Regions from separate parts of the Mus musculus genome. Here regions 2, 3, 4 and 5 are each linked to region 1. Evidence: chromatin contacts called from public promoter capture Hi-C data. All regions are on one chromosome and are shown on one strand. Each heading gives the region's core, a stretch centred on a gene start, on an enhancer-like site or on the middle of the called end of the contact. The rest is flanking DNA. Distances are from core to core; before and after follow the strand shown.

Region 1 (2,781 bases), core at 76-2,575:
CTCTGGCTTTACCTGATCTGATTTTTTTTTTTTTGTTTTTTTCCGAGTTTGTTTGTCTTGCTCCTTCCAGGACAGGTGGGGCTTTGTCTGAGTGCGGCTCTCGCACACTGATTTTTTTTTATTGAAGTACCATAGAAGGAATGAATGTGATTCTGCTTTACATATGTAAAGAGGCCCCCGAGTCACAGAAATATCCTGCTCACAAACTTCAATCAAAACGGAATACACGCCCAGCATGCCGGTTTGCAGTGTTGACTGTCGTAGATTACCAAAGCGACGGGTATATATGCATGGAACTGGGGGCCCCGCCTTCTATTTTGTGAGCAAGGAATGCCAGGGAGCCAACAGGCTACAGTCTCTGTGTCTGCTAGGAGCTTCCTGTCTTTGGCCTAGGGAAGCTTTTGAGCAGGCTTTCATTTTCTCCTGCCCAGCTGCAGCGACTACTCTGTAAAGGTTTCAGGCTTCCCACCCAAGCCCGAGGAGGCGATCTTAGCGCTGAAGTGGCTTAGAAGCCACTCTGGAGATCCCTCAGCCTTGCCAGGTGCAAATGTCCCGGGAGGAGATAGTGGGCCCGTTTTATGACATTATTAATACTAATACTGTCATTAAATATTTATGAAGTGCTCACGCTCTGATCGACGGTGACCCTCCCACCATTCCCCCATCCTTCCAGTGACAGCGAGGTCTCTGCCCCCCAGAGTCCCACCAGCCCTTTCTCCGGAGTAGCGGTGACAGGTCGCCAGGGAACCCAAGCGTCCCGGGATCCAGGACTCTACGTGCCTCTCCCCGACACCCCGCCCCCCACCAGGGCAGGGCGTCCACCCAAGCGGCCGCCCCTCCTCGAGTGTCCGCGGGGACCGGAGACCAGGGTGCGGCCCGGGGTCTGCGGCCCCAGGTGGGCAGAGCGCGGCCCTCGACTCCCAGAGCTCCAGCCTCCGGGGCCGCAGCCCGCCGCCCCGGCCCCGCGCCTTTTTCTCTCTTTATCATAAATATATAAATTATGCTAATTACGGGCATTGCATATTAACCAAATTCGAAACCTCCCCTGCCCGGCCCCCTCCCCCTCCGTGCAAAGCCCTCCCCGCCCCGGACCCCGCTACTCACCGGAGCCCGAAGCCCAGCCTCCCGCTCCCCGGCTGCCCAGCGGCCACCGGCTAGACACTCATCCCCCAGCCCGGGCCAGGGGGCCGCGGCCGGGGCGGCCGCCCGCAGACAAAGAAGCCGGAGCGGCTCGGCCCGGCTCGCTCGGCCCGGAGCCACTCGGGACCCGCCGCCCCCTGAGCCCCCCGCCGGGGCTGGCAGAGCGGAGCGGCGGTGGGTTGCGGGCCACGCACGGGCCGGGACGCCGGGGGCGGGGGCGGCCAGGTGCAGTCCCCTCCTCGCCCCCTCCTCCCTCCCCCCCTTTCCCTCCTTCTGCTACTTGGATTTTTTTAGCTGCTGCGTCATGAGCATAATTTATGCAAAGCGCTTTGCCGCATGCTGCACCTCCCGCGCCAGCCGCCGGGGGCGGCGGTCAGGAAAAGGAGGGGGGGTCTGGGAAGCTGCGAGCTGCGCGTGGGGGTGGGTAGGAACCCCAGGCCTCGCGGGGACTGGGACCCAGGGCCTGTGGGGCCGCTTGACTCAGCCCCCTTGGAGAGCAGGACTGGAGTCTCGATAGGGGACCCCGTGTCGCCTTCCCTTCAGCCGAGGATTGAGCAGTGACAACCGTGACTCTCTGGTGGTCAACTGCCCTTCTCAACGGCCAACCTCAAGTTCACGTCTGTCCTCTAGGCCGTAAAGGAGAGGGAACTCGGACGTCACTAAGGCTCAGGGTCTCCGGAGCAGCTGTGCACATCCCAGAGGGACCAGGGTCCCGGACGCTCTGCTGAGCTAGCTCGCTTTCCCACCTTCAGGAGGGGCGGGGTCCCACCTGCAGCCTGCGGGCTAGTCAAGCAGCACACGAAGGTGTGAAAAGAAAGGCAAAGTTTGACGCGATGGAGAAAAACAAGCCACTGTTTTGGGGACCGTGATGGTGGGGAGGGTTTGTTATATCTACTGACTTTTGAAGGTAGAGGGAGACTCAGAGGCCGATTAGGGGCCAGGGGAACGAAGGTTTGGGACATAATGGACAAAAGAAGGAAGACCAGGAGAGCGAGAAAGAATGAAGGGAGTCACCAGAGAAGAGCGTTATCAACGCAGCCAAGTGGATTCCCAACAGTGTTTCCCTCTTCGCCCTCACCCCACACCCGTGCTTCCGTGGTCTAGGATGATCTCGGTAGGCCGTGCAGAAGCAGCAATAGGAGAAATGATGAACTGTAGAGCCCTTGCCAGACAGTCCCTTAAACGTCTCCAGTGGAAGCACACACTCAGGAGGAGAGGGGAGCAGCATCGGCTGGGTTTGACCAACAGGTACACTCCAGGCTGCCTGCATCATGCTGGCTACTGGTGCCGCAGAGCTGGGCTGTCCGCTGTTTTCCTGGGGCCATGGAGGAGGCACTGCGGGTGAGACTAACTAAAGGGTCAAGAACCAGAAAGCTTGGGGTTTTATCCCAGCGCGTCCATCCATTTGCGGTCTAGGCAAACGATACAGTTTAGTTTTACAAACAGAGGTAGCCTGAGCCGGGCACCGTCCCACCTGTAGGACCGGCTGCTGGAGAGGCAGCAAACCGAATGAACCTGTGAATTAGGATGCAGCCTGAACAACAAAGTCTCTCTCTCTCTCTCTCTCTCTCTCTCTCTCTCTCTCTCTCACACACACACACACACACACACACACACACACACACCACACAGAGATACATT
Region 2 (2,781 bases), core at 145-2,644, 1.8 Mb after region 1:
CACTCTGTAGACCAGGCTGGCCTCGAACTCAGAAATCCGCCCGCCTCTGCCTCCGGAGTGCTGGGATTAAAGGCGTGAGCCACCACGCCCGGCACCAGGGATTCTTTTTACAGATAATGGCAATGATAATAATGGGGATGGCAAACACATCAAGGGATTAATGTGCCAGGAAATGCTTCTATGTGCTTTGTATCTATTTAGTCACCATGGTTTAAAGGGGTTTGGCTTTAGGACAGAGTAATTATGTAACTTTTCCAAACGTACAGTTAAAAAAAAAAAAGATAGCACAGCTTTAATTCTTACATGTCCTACATATTAACGAATCAATTCAACCTTTTCCTAACTTTCCTGAGCTTCAGATAAAAGCAAATGAGGTCGGTGCTGAGAGCAGGTTTGTAAAATCAAGCCAAGCTATTAGGGATAAATGAGGTTTCTGGTACACCCTTGAGTTTTACAATAAAAATGGATCACCTAATATGATTTGTGGTAATATGAAGACACAGACTGCAATAAGCAGCCATTCAAGAGCTGCCCAAAGCAGGCTCGGTAGACCATGGCCTATTTAAGCCACTGTTTGCTATGCCTCACCAAACATTGATGCATCTCTTCCACACTTGCTCACGGTGATGGATGAAGGCAGTTCTTGTACCATGGTCCAGCCTCCCTGGGGCTTTTAGGGGATCCTTGGTCAGGTGTAGGACAGGAAGATTGATCCACTATACCTCAGAAGAGAGGGAGGCAGTCAGTCTCTTCCCCAAATCTTAACAGAACTCCTTGCCATCTCCAACCTATGGCATAAGAGATTCCACGGCCCCATTTCCCATACCCACAAATGTAACACTTGTGGGACAGAAAATTTTCAGTCCTCATCTGCAAACCACAATCGTTTTTCACAGGGTTGACACTAGAGAAGACCTGATGGACGGCATCCATCATCTTCTCTACCCCTCCTAGAACCTCCTCACATGCCTTGGCATGCCTAACTGGGTAACACAGGCCCTAAAATATATTTCGTTCTCTCCAGTCTCCTGTGGGAGTCATGCCGTTCCCAATCACTTGTGAGCGAGCCCCGCCGCGTCGCCTCTATTCCCACTTTCCGCATCCCCACCGCAGCGTTCCCACCCGGACCACCTGGCCCCGAAAGTCGGGAGGCGGGCTCTCATAGCTGTTGCCGGTCACCAGCTCGTTATTGTGCTCATACAGGGTGACTTGACCTCTAGGCGGCGGCGGGGGGAACAACCCCAGGGAGCACATCTTGCCAGTCCGGAGAGCGTCTGGAATCGACAGGCTCCCGGCTGGTGACGACTGCGCTCCCCGGAATCTTAGTTCCCGGGCTAGATTCGTGTGAGGACGGGTAGCCGTACAGGACAAACGACTGCGCGAAGCTGAACGGAAGTGCAAGGAAGAAAGTTCCGAGTCGGGTTTCGGGACGGACTTCCGGGACTTCCTGGCGCGCCCCCTTGCGTACGGAGCGGGCACGACGCTGACACGTCCGAGGACCGACCTGTGGCGTAAGGAGCGCCGCGGTTTGGTTTTGGTTTGTTTCCTGTAAGACTACTGTTTTTTCCAACTCTGAATCCCCAGCAGCGTCTCCCACTCACTTACTTAGTACGGAAAAAGCCCAAAATAAGCCAGGTTTAGGAAAGTACCTAATTAAACTCTCCAACCCCCGTAAATATCCTTGAGGAATATACAGACGATGTCATCCTACCAGTGAGCTTTCCCCGCCCCCCCACCTCCAAAAAAAAAACAAAAAAGACTTTAGAGGACAGTCAGAACGGACTTCACAGGGTAAGGCGTCCTGAAAGAGAGAGACGGACACTGGAAGGACAGTAACTTTTCCCGAGTATATCACTAACAAACGCTTCTATAATCCTTACAATAACCCCAAAAGTGCACCGTTGAACTACCAGTAGCAAAATGACACAGATTGGACCAAAATACACACAAACCAGACATTGGTGGGGCATATTGGCCCAAGGCTGTAATGCCTACAGGATGTGGACAAGAATAAAAGGTTAGTGTAGACTGCGTAGCAAGCCCCTGCCTCCAAATACCGTTGACTCCGATCTGTAATCCCAGCATTGGGAGGTACAGGCAGGAGGATCACTGAATGTCCACTCCATAGTTCTCTTCCAACTTGAGATACATACCACCCTGACTTTGTCTTATTTAGGCTTTGTTGTTTGTTTGTTTGTTTGTTTTAAGATTTGTTTTATTTATATGAGTACACTCTCATGGTTTTCAGACACACCAGAAGAGGGTATCTGATTCCATTACAGATGGTTGTGAGCCACCATGTGGTTGCTGGGAATTGAACTCAGGACTTCTAGAAGAGCAGTCAGTGCTCTTAACTGCTGAGCCATCTCTCCAGCCCTAGGCTTTATTTTGAGGCAGGGTATGGCTATGTTGCTCTGGCTAGCACGGAACTTGCTATGTAGACATGACTGACCTTGAATTCATAGAGATTCATACCTCTATCTCCCAAGAGTGCTGAGATTAAAGATCTACCACCATGCTCTCCTGAGACCTTTTCTGAAACTGAAGGGGTTGGGGGGGGGGCTAGAACTACAGAGAGATGTTTAGATGGTTTAATTCTAACTTAATTCAATTGTGAGCTCAAAATCTGAATAGACAAATGGGAGGGAAGTGTGGGATGGTGAGACTCACAGGAACGGTATTAGCCTTTCCCTGCTATTGCTATCTCTCTGCTTCCTGGCCATTATGAATAAGCAAACTCTTCCACCTGCTCCTGAATCTATGATGCTCTGCCTCACCTGA
Region 3 (2,781 bases), core at 80-2,579, 1.6 Mb after region 1:
CCAGTGTCTCCAGATGGTCAAGGAAGCACTCAGTGCTCTGCCAGGAGCAGTGGGTGAAGCCCCGAGGGAGCCTCCAGGACGCCAGCAGGAACAGGGGGCTGTCATTTGAGCTGTATGTGAAGCAATGAATAACTCTGTGCCCCAAGACCCACCTTCACGCCCCACCCCATTGTCCCTGTCACCCTTGGGCCTTTACACAGCTAGTTAGAAAGATTGCTGTTGGCTTGTGTACTAATAAAACAGTATTGGGGGGGTGTCTCTGGCTTACGTCTCTGCGTCTGTCTCATTCAGATCTGGGGCCTCGTGCTCACTGTCTCCCATTGGTCATAGTGTTTCTACCTTCCCTGCAGAGCACAGCCAGCCTCTTCCATTGCCCTTGGAATACAGTAGACTGCCACTGCCACAGGCAGCAAGCCCTTTCTTTATCCTCACCCGGATACCCACCCGGAGCTCCCTTGTGGGACTGACTGAGATCCTGGCCTCAGTCCGAGATCACAGTGATTACAATCTTGCTTCTATCACTGACCTCTGGACTGATGGAGGAGGAGGATTAATAGTTAATCCCCAGCAGGAATTTGCCAAAGTGGAACTCCCAAGGCACTCACCTGCCCTACTGCCTACCAGAAAGAAACAAATGTGCTCAGGCTCTGTATGGTTTATCCAGACTACCTCCAGACTACCTTATTTGTGCTGGCAATCACCTGATGACGTAGGGACATTTTGTCCCATAATTTTTTTTTTTTTTCAGAAGAAGCTTAAAAAGTTTGGTCCACTTTCCTGAAGTTACATAGGTAGGCAAGGCAACCCCTGGCGCTATTTACTGTTGAATAAGTGTGTGTCTGCCCTTTCTGCTTATGTGGTAACCCAAGGTGTAGGGAAGAGCTGACACTGAGGGGCCTCGACCATCACACATGACACAAATAGAGCTCCTGACAAAAATATTGTTGCACACACATGTCACTACAGGCCTCATCCTGTGCCCTCAGAAAAATGACTACAAGGTACACGAAGATGTTTCTGGTCCCTCCCTGACCTTCAGTCTTGGTAGAGAGAGCCAGGAAGAGCCAAGCTATGTGATAAGCCTCGGGGAAGCAAAGTCCCCCTCACAACCTGATGCACAGACTCACTCCCGAAAGTGAAATAGCAATAGCGTGAAGCTGATCATAGTGGTTGTGGTGAGAGAGCTGTGAAAGCCACAGGCAGGGCCAGAGTATGAGAAACACTGCCTGCAGATAACCTATCTAACCCTCAACGGGGCTCCGGAAAGGACTTTAGTCCCTGGAGTTGTCAGATCTCTGAGTGGGACACAAGCTCTGTAGGTAGATTGAGAAAGAAAGAAAGGAAGAAGACAGACAACAGCTGTGTGCTGTCCGCTCTACACTGGCACCATGCAGCCAAAGGTGCCCCAGCTTCGGAGGAGAGAAGGGCTGGGAGAGGAGCAGGAGAAGGGAGCCCGTGGAGGAGAAGGTGAGCCGCCCTCCCATCCCCCACGCTCCAGACACTCAGGCGGGCCTGAGATGGGTGTGTGTAAGAGCTAGCCGCTAAGGCCACTTCCTTTCCTCTGGCTGTTCTGGGAAGCCAGAGAAGGCAGTTTCTGCCCTTTTCCCCCCAGCACGCGGACTGGCAATGGAGAAATGTTCAGAGCGTGGTTTGGCCTTCATTAGGGGTGAATGGAGTACTTCCTTGTTTTGGGTCCCCTGTTTCCAGCAATTGCATCAGGCTCTTTCTCGCCACTGTGTGTGTCACTTCCCTGGCTAGTGGCTCTACCCACGATTCTAAATATTGACTGGGAACGGAGGCTGTGAGCACACAGAACACCTAACTCCTCCCTAGTGAGTCCCCTTTGGTTCTTCCTCCTAGGGAACGCAAGGACACACGGAACCCCAGACTTGGTGCAATGGACTCGACATATGGAGGTGAGGGATCACGGCAGTCATAAAGGACAGGCTGGGGATGTGGCTAAACTTGTAGAGTGCCAATCTACCTGATGCGCAGCACCACATAAAACTGGTGTGATGGCAACTGGTGTGATGGCAACTGGTGTGATGGCATACAGCTGTAATCCTAGCACTTGGGAAGTAGAGACCAGGTGATCCGTAGTTTGAGGTCACCCTTGGCCACACAATAACATCCAAACCAGATTGGGCTACAGAAAACCCTGTCTAAGAAATAAAAAGTAGCCAAGGCAGTTGTGGTACATGCCTTTAATCCTAGCACTTGGGAGACAGAGGCAGGCCTGGTCTACAGAGTGAGTTCCAGGACAGCCAGGGCGACACAGAGAAACCCTGTCTCAACAAACAAACAAACAAACAAACCCCCCCAATCATTATTTATCTAAGATTTATTTATTTATTTATTTATTTATTTATTTATTTATTTAATGTATATGATACACTGTAGCTGTCTTCAGACACACCAGAAGAGGGCATCAGATTCCATTACAGATGGTTGTGAGCCACTGCTGGGAATTGAACTCAGGACCTCTGGAAGAGCAGTCAGTGCTCTTAACCACTGAGCCATCTCTCTAGCCCTATTATTATTATTATTATTATTAGTAGTAGTAGTAGTAGTAGTACTGTGTCTATGTGTGTCTGTCTGTGTGTGTCTGTGCATTCCTCTGTGTGCATCTGTGTATCTCTCTGCGTGTGTGTGTGTGTGTCTGTGTGTATATGTCTGTGTGTGTCTGTATGCGTGTATCTGTCTCTGTGTGTGTCTGTATGTGTGTATCTGTCTGTGTGTGTGTATGTCTGTGTGTATCTGTGTGTCTGTATATGTCTGTGT
Region 4 (2,781 bases), core at 126-2,625, 1.3 Mb before region 1:
ATTTCCCTGTGTATTCCTGGCTGTCCTCGAACTTGCTGTATAGACCAAGTTGGCCTCGAACTCAGAGATTTGCCTGCTTCTGCTTTCCAAATGCTCGATTAAAGGGGTACACCCACTACCACCTGACATACATTAGATTTAAAGTGCATCATGGATTTGTTATTTGAGATCACTTCAAGAAAGACAAATTAGATCTCAGGGGAAAGGGTTTCTTCCCCTCATGTCCGGCTTTTCATGACGTCCTGGGACATCATTTTAAAGATCAGGTCTCTCACTAGTCAGAAAACACAATGTAGGCTAGTTCGGCTAGCCGCTGAGCCCCAGGGATCTGTCTGCCTCTACAACTCAGTGCTGGCTTGAAGAATGAATATAAGAACTTTTAATACAACTATTGATAAAGCCAAATTGTCTATAGACATAAAGAGGTGTTTTCCTGAGTCAGGTTCAGAAACCTACAGAAGGAAACAGGCAACGTCTTGGTCTTTACCCCGGCTTTGGAGGGGTAAAGAGGTGCAATGCCTCCAACCAGGGCCAGCTGTACTAGCCCAAGAACTTGAGCATGCATGCCCATTAAGTAGCTTCGAGTTCCCTTATCTACATAACTGAACGTTTATCTCTCACTGTAGATGTTACAGAGGCAGATTCTGAAAGTAACCCAGCGCTAAGCGAGAGGCACGTACGCACTCATTTAGGGGATTTGTCGGCTTTGCCCGACACATACGGCTGCTGGCACAGGAGTTTAATTAATAGTTCTTGAATTAAGAAATTAAAACTAAAGCCGGGCGTGGTAGCGCACGCCTTTAATCCCAGCACTCGGGAGGCAGAGGCAGGCGGATTTCTGAGTTCGAGGCCAGCCTGGTGAGTTCCAGGACAGCCAGGGCTACACAGAGAAACCATGTCTCGAAAAAAACCAACAACAACAAAAAATTAAAACTAAAGAAAATACGCAGGGAAAAGAGCCGCTCTGTGAACCGCTGTAGTGCCCTCTGCGCGGGAGAAATTAATGGCTCGGTCCGGTCTGGGTGGTGGCCGCGGAGTCGCGGGCAAGAAGGGGGCTGTGAGCCGGGAGAGCCACGCCGCCCTGCGCAGCCAGCGCGCGGTCAGTCCCAGGCCCGCCCAGGCGCGCTCCGCCCCCGGGGGTGGGCCCAGGCGCGCCCCGCCCCAGGGGGCGGTCCCAGGATTCTGCGCACGTGGGGGCGGGGCCTGGCGCTCCGGGCCGGGGGCGGAGCCGGGCCGGGCACACCGGGCCGGTTGGGGGCTCCGCTCCTCGGCGAGAGCAACCGGAGCCCCGGCCACGAAGGGGTGCGACCCCCCCACTGGCCCCGCCCTCCCGGCCGAAGCCCGGCCAATCAGAGCTGTTTTTACTGGCGAGTGGGCCGAGCCGGCCCAGCTGCTCTGAGGCTCTGGCATGGTAACGTCCCCGCGCGGGGGTGGAGAGGCCCGGGGCTGTCTCACAGCGCCCCCTGCGGCCCGGGCTCGAGCCGGGGAGGCGGGAGGGCCGCCGGGGCACCCGGGACCCTGAGGGAGGGCGAGGGGACCGAGGGGTGAGGAAAAGAAGCCCTGTAGGTAGGTGGGGGCGGGGAGTGAGGGTAGAAGGGGCGGGGAGGCCATTATGGTGCATGGCGGGGGGCGGGGGGGCGGGTGCGACCGGGGGCTGAGGGGACGGAGAGCCTAGGCGCTGTGTGAGGAGGAGGAAGGGATGAAGTGAACGGTGGGTCTGTGGAGAAAGGTCGGGGGCGAAGGGAGGGCAGGCGATGGAAACCAGTTGCCAATCCTAGGCTATTTGGCGTGGCCCGTGCCCCTCCCCCAGACCCAGGCTTGTGCCTTTTGGAAGCCCCAGGTGCCCCTTTGGACCTTAGGGGACACCCTTCCTTACCCATCCGTTCTCAAAACCTGTCTCCCGAGGTTAGGAGGGACTTCTGAGGAAAGAGATGCTCCTGGTTTCCACCTCAGAACCGGAGTAGTCCAAGAAACGGAGGAGCAGAGGCCCCTGGGTCCCAACCCTGGCTCTGCCTTCAGACAGACTGTGGTAACTCTGTGTGACCTTGGGCAAGTCACTACCTTTCTCTGGGCCTTGAATTTCCCATTGACTTTTAAAAAGGAAAATGGGCAGTATGATAAACGGACTCTCCATCCGTTGCAGAAGGGGGCGGGATTTGAGGAGGGAATTCAGGCGAAGGGGTTCTAGGATGCGTCAAGCAGGAGGATGTTGGAGTGGAGACCTTCAGCTTGACTGGGGAAAATTTCTCGGGATTTACGGATAAGAGATTTAAAGCTTGCAAGGCTGGGTCCTGGCAGGCCTGGGCCTTGGGAATCCCGTTGGAGAAATGGGAGAACTCTATAAATAGAGGAAGTTGAACCCTGGAAGTTCAAAAACGATGAGAACCAGAAGTAACAACATTCTGTTTCTTCGGGAGAGTGAAGAGGTGATGGAGGATCAGAAGCAAAATGTTGTATTCTAGAAAGATCTCTAGGCTCTTTGTGGGGAGCAGAAGAAATGCTAGGGCTTACACACCAGAGTAGAGGCTAGGAAGTAGGTGGGGGAGGGGCTGGACCTATTTGGGCTCTGCAGGTCAGTGGAGACAACAGGGTGCTAGAGCTCAGCTGTTCTTTGCAGCGCTCTGCATTGAACCTAGGGCCTTGTTAATGCCGGCAAGAACTGTAGTGCTGAACTACTCTGCCAACCCCGTTTCTTTTTGATGATGGCTGCCTCTCTTTGAGAAATATGCCTCTTAGCCTTCATTTTCTTACAGTTCCTTTGGTGAATAAGTCAGTCCAGGC
Region 5 (2,781 bases), core at 208-2,707, 1.2 Mb before region 1:
TCCGGGTGTGCCCTGATATTAAGCGCCTGCCAGGGGCCATCCTTTCTTGCTTCCCCTGACACACCTCTGTGGAACATCCTGGACTCTCTCTGAGTCCAAGTTGGTGCCATTGAGATGATGATGTGAGGCTCCCCACATTGCAGAGGCCAGGATCTCTAGACAGCTCCACTGCTGCCAACAGATCTAATCTCCCTCTTCCAAGGCAGATGAAATCCAATAAGGCTGCTAAGTCTACAACTTATCCCTCCTCACGGGCAAAGTCAGTCCTTCAGACCGTACCAACAATACACCAGAATTATTACTATCTCCTAATAGCTCTTTGGGGGAAGAAGTGAAAGCTATTTCCCCAAGTTTTTCAGATTTATCTGTTAGCGTTATGTTCATTTTTTTTTTAAAGCTTCATGTTGAACATGGTCCAGCTTCCTCTCAGTGATACCTGCTACTAACCTCTCTATTCAGAGTCACTCACATCAACGTCCAAGCCCCAGGGCAAAGGAGAATCAGTTCGTCTTTAGAAACCATCCCTTTTGAAACCACAGAAGGACTACAAAGAACCACAAGCAACGGTACACGAACCAGTCACCAAAGTTTAACATGAAACGAGGGAGGATAAAAAACCAGGCGGGATGGTTTGTGTATTGTTTCAATTGGGGGGAAAAAACTGTCTAGTCAAATGGCTTATCCACATGTTCAGCCTAGGCAAATCCACTATAACTTAGCAGGATGCCTGCAGGCGGTCCTGAAATAAGTAGAATGGCATCGCTTCTTATCCCACCCCCCACCCCCATGGGCAGCCAGCCCCTTCTCCAATCCCCCCTTTTCCTCCCCGAAACATCTGGTCTGAACGCGAGACCCGCTCTCATGAAGGAGGAAAAATGCCTGATTTTGGCTGGGGACCCAACAGCTTCCGAAACCGTCCCACCAGCGAGGTCCCGGGAATGGAATTCCGGCAGCGGACCGGGAAGTCTGAGGGAAGTGGGGAGGGAGGAGTCTGGACCTCGGGCAGGTCCCGGGCTTGGGGACCCCTCCTCCCCGACCCCCGACGGGCCGCTCCGAGCTGCCGGCCGGGCCAGGCGTTGACGGGGCTGCGGGGGTGGGCGGGACCCGGCGGGGGCTGTGGGGGCGGCGGGAAGGCAGCAGCGCCGGTCTCACCAGCACTAGGGCGAATCTCTCTTCCAGCTCGCACGGCTCGGGCATCGGCGTCTTGCCGGGCGGCAGCAGCAGCGGGACGGAGGGCGGCTCGCCCGGGCCACCGTCGGTGCTCTCCAGGTTGCCCATCGCGGCGGGGCCTCCTCCGGGCCTCAGCCCTCCACCTCCTCGCCAGGGCCCTCAGCCGCTCCGACCTGGCTCCTCCCTCAGCGCCCGCTCCCCAGGCCCGATTCCTCCGCCCCTCAGGGGGCGCCTCGCAGTCCGGCGGGCGGCGGCGAAGCGCTCGACGCGCTGAAGCGCGCCTTATTCATGCAGGCCACGCCCACCGCCCACCGCCCCGCCCGCGCCTAACTGACAGCCGCGCCTCCCAATCACAGAGCCTCCCGCCCTCGGCGGCCTCGCGCCTGGCTGCGAGCGCGCCCTGGTGGCCCTTGGTGGGCATCCAATCGCTGTGTTTGTTGGAGGATGTAGCCACAGAGCGCGGACTGCAAAGTTAACTGGGAACACTAGGGAGACCACCATCTGTGACTCAGGTCTGTTCATTCCAGCACTGGAGAGGCTGCGGCTGAAGGACTGCTTGATTGGAGACCAGCCTGAGCTACATAGCAAGACTGTCTCAGAAAAAAAGCAACTTATCGTGAGAGCCATGTATATAACCCCGGAGAAGTCACACCACCACCTTCTGAGCTTTTGTCGACTGGAGGGAGAAATTTGCGCTTGAAAGAATGATTGAAATTAGCCGGGCGTGGTGGCGCACGCCTTTAATCCCAGCACTTGGGAGGCAGAGGCAGGTGGATTTCTGAGTTCGAGGCCAGCCTGGTCTACAAAGTGAGTTCCAGGACAGCCAGGACTATACAGAGAAACCCTGTCTCGAAAAACCAAAAAAAAAAAAAAAAAAAAAAAAGAATGATTGAAATTATTCCTGTGAGGGCTGGAGATGGCTCTGCTGTTAAGAGCAATGGCTGTCCCTCTGGAGGACCTGAGTTCCATTCCAAGCAACTACAGAGCTGCTCACAACTGTCTGTAACTCCCATTTCCAAAGGATCCGCGACACCTTCACACGTGTGATACGTAGGAAAAACACCTAGAAAATGCACGTTTTTAAAAAGGTGATTGCTGTGACCTAATGTCCATTTCGGCCTGGCTCACAGAGGATTTTATTATCCAAGGATGGTATCTCTTTTTCTGGAGCCTTACACAGACTTCTCCAGGTCTCAAGTTCCTGTACAATGCAAACAGTAAACCATACAAACAGCATATCAGAGAACAGAGGTTAGACTGTGGAAGTAAATGCCTTGGATTTGGTAGAAAGCGATCTGTTAGGTCCTTCCGCTGCTCACAGCCCTCCAGCTCTGATGGAACCGAAGACTGCTGGCTCACCACTAGACTCTGCTGCACGCCACACTGTGGCAATGCCTGCTTTCTGGAGAGGTCATGCATGCCCTTCCCTGGACTTGGCTTTAGGAAGGATGGGATTCCATCCAAAAGAGACTCGGGAGGGAGATATATTTGACACAGACATCCAGGGAGGGGAAAGGCTTCTTCCTGACAGACAGAGACAGGTGAAAGAGGCATTTAGAATAAGACCTTATCAACTGGTATGAAAATAGGAGAACAACTCTGCTCTGGCTT

The links. Promoter capture Hi-C pulls out the DNA fragments that hold promoters and counts their contacts. Capture Hi-C pulls out chosen DNA fragments and counts their contacts.
Region 2: a promoter capture Hi-C map of pre-B cells shows a contact between it and region 1, with 2.6 times the contacts expected there. The contact joins the promoter of Aaas here to the promoter of Pou6f1 in region 1. A contact is called at or near these places in 3 of 39 promoter capture datasets (hippocampal neurons, liver and pre-B cells) and 1 of 9 other capture datasets (pancreatic islet).
Region 3: a contact with region 1 is called in a promoter capture Hi-C map of adipose tissue. The contact joins the promoter of Soat2 here to the promoter of Pou6f1 in region 1. A contact is called at or near these places in 2 of 39 promoter capture datasets (hippocampal neurons and liver) and 1 of 9 other capture datasets (adipose tissue).
Region 4: a contact with region 1 is called in a promoter capture Hi-C map of liver, with 3 times the contacts expected there. The contact joins the promoter of Prpf40b here to the promoter of Pou6f1 in region 1. A contact is called at or near these places in 2 of 39 promoter capture datasets (both in liver).
Region 5: a contact with region 1 is called in a promoter capture Hi-C map of pre-B cells, with 2.1 times the contacts expected there. The contact joins the promoter of Fmnl3 here to the promoter of Pou6f1 in region 1. A contact is called at or near these places in 2 of 39 promoter capture datasets (liver and pre-B cells).

Annotation. Positions count from the first base shown.
Region 1 is chr15:100,598,659-100,601,439 of GRCm38.p6, forward strand. Pou6f1 (POU domain, class 6, transcription factor 1) reads right to left here and starts at 1,326. Exons shown (of 11, transcript NM_001304965.1): 1 at 1,105-1,326.
Region 2 is chr15:102,349,365-102,352,145 of GRCm38.p6, forward strand. It overlaps Aaas (achalasia, adrenocortical insufficiency, alacrimia), which reads right to left and starts at 1,395. Exons shown (of 16, transcript NM_153416.2): 1 at 1,132-1,395; 2 at 589-716. The coding sequence starts at 1,254. It overlaps Gm36246 (predicted gene, 36246), which reads left to right and starts at 1,463. Exons shown (of 3, transcript NR_155425.1): 1 at 1,463-1,548.
Region 3 is chr15:102,149,246-102,152,026 of GRCm38.p6, forward strand. It overlaps Soat2 (sterol O-acyltransferase 2), which reads left to right and starts at 1,330. Exons shown (of 15, transcript NM_146064.1): 1 at 1,330-1,467; 2 at 1,861-1,916. The coding sequence starts at 1,389. Igfbp6 (insulin-like growth factor binding protein 6) reads left to right here. Exons shown (of 4, transcript NM_008344.3): 4 at 1-267. The coding sequence ends at 57.
Region 4 is chr15:99,293,863-99,296,643 of GRCm38.p6, forward strand. It overlaps Prpf40b (pre-mRNA processing factor 40B), which reads left to right and starts at 1,376. Exons shown (of 26, transcript NM_001370635.1): 1 at 1,376-1,566. It also overlaps a transcript of Fam186b not described here.
Region 5 is chr15:99,369,025-99,371,805 of GRCm38.p6, forward strand. Fmnl3 (formin-like 3) reads right to left here and starts at 1,458. Exons shown (of 27, transcript NM_011711.2): 1 at 1,153-1,458. The coding sequence starts at 1,278.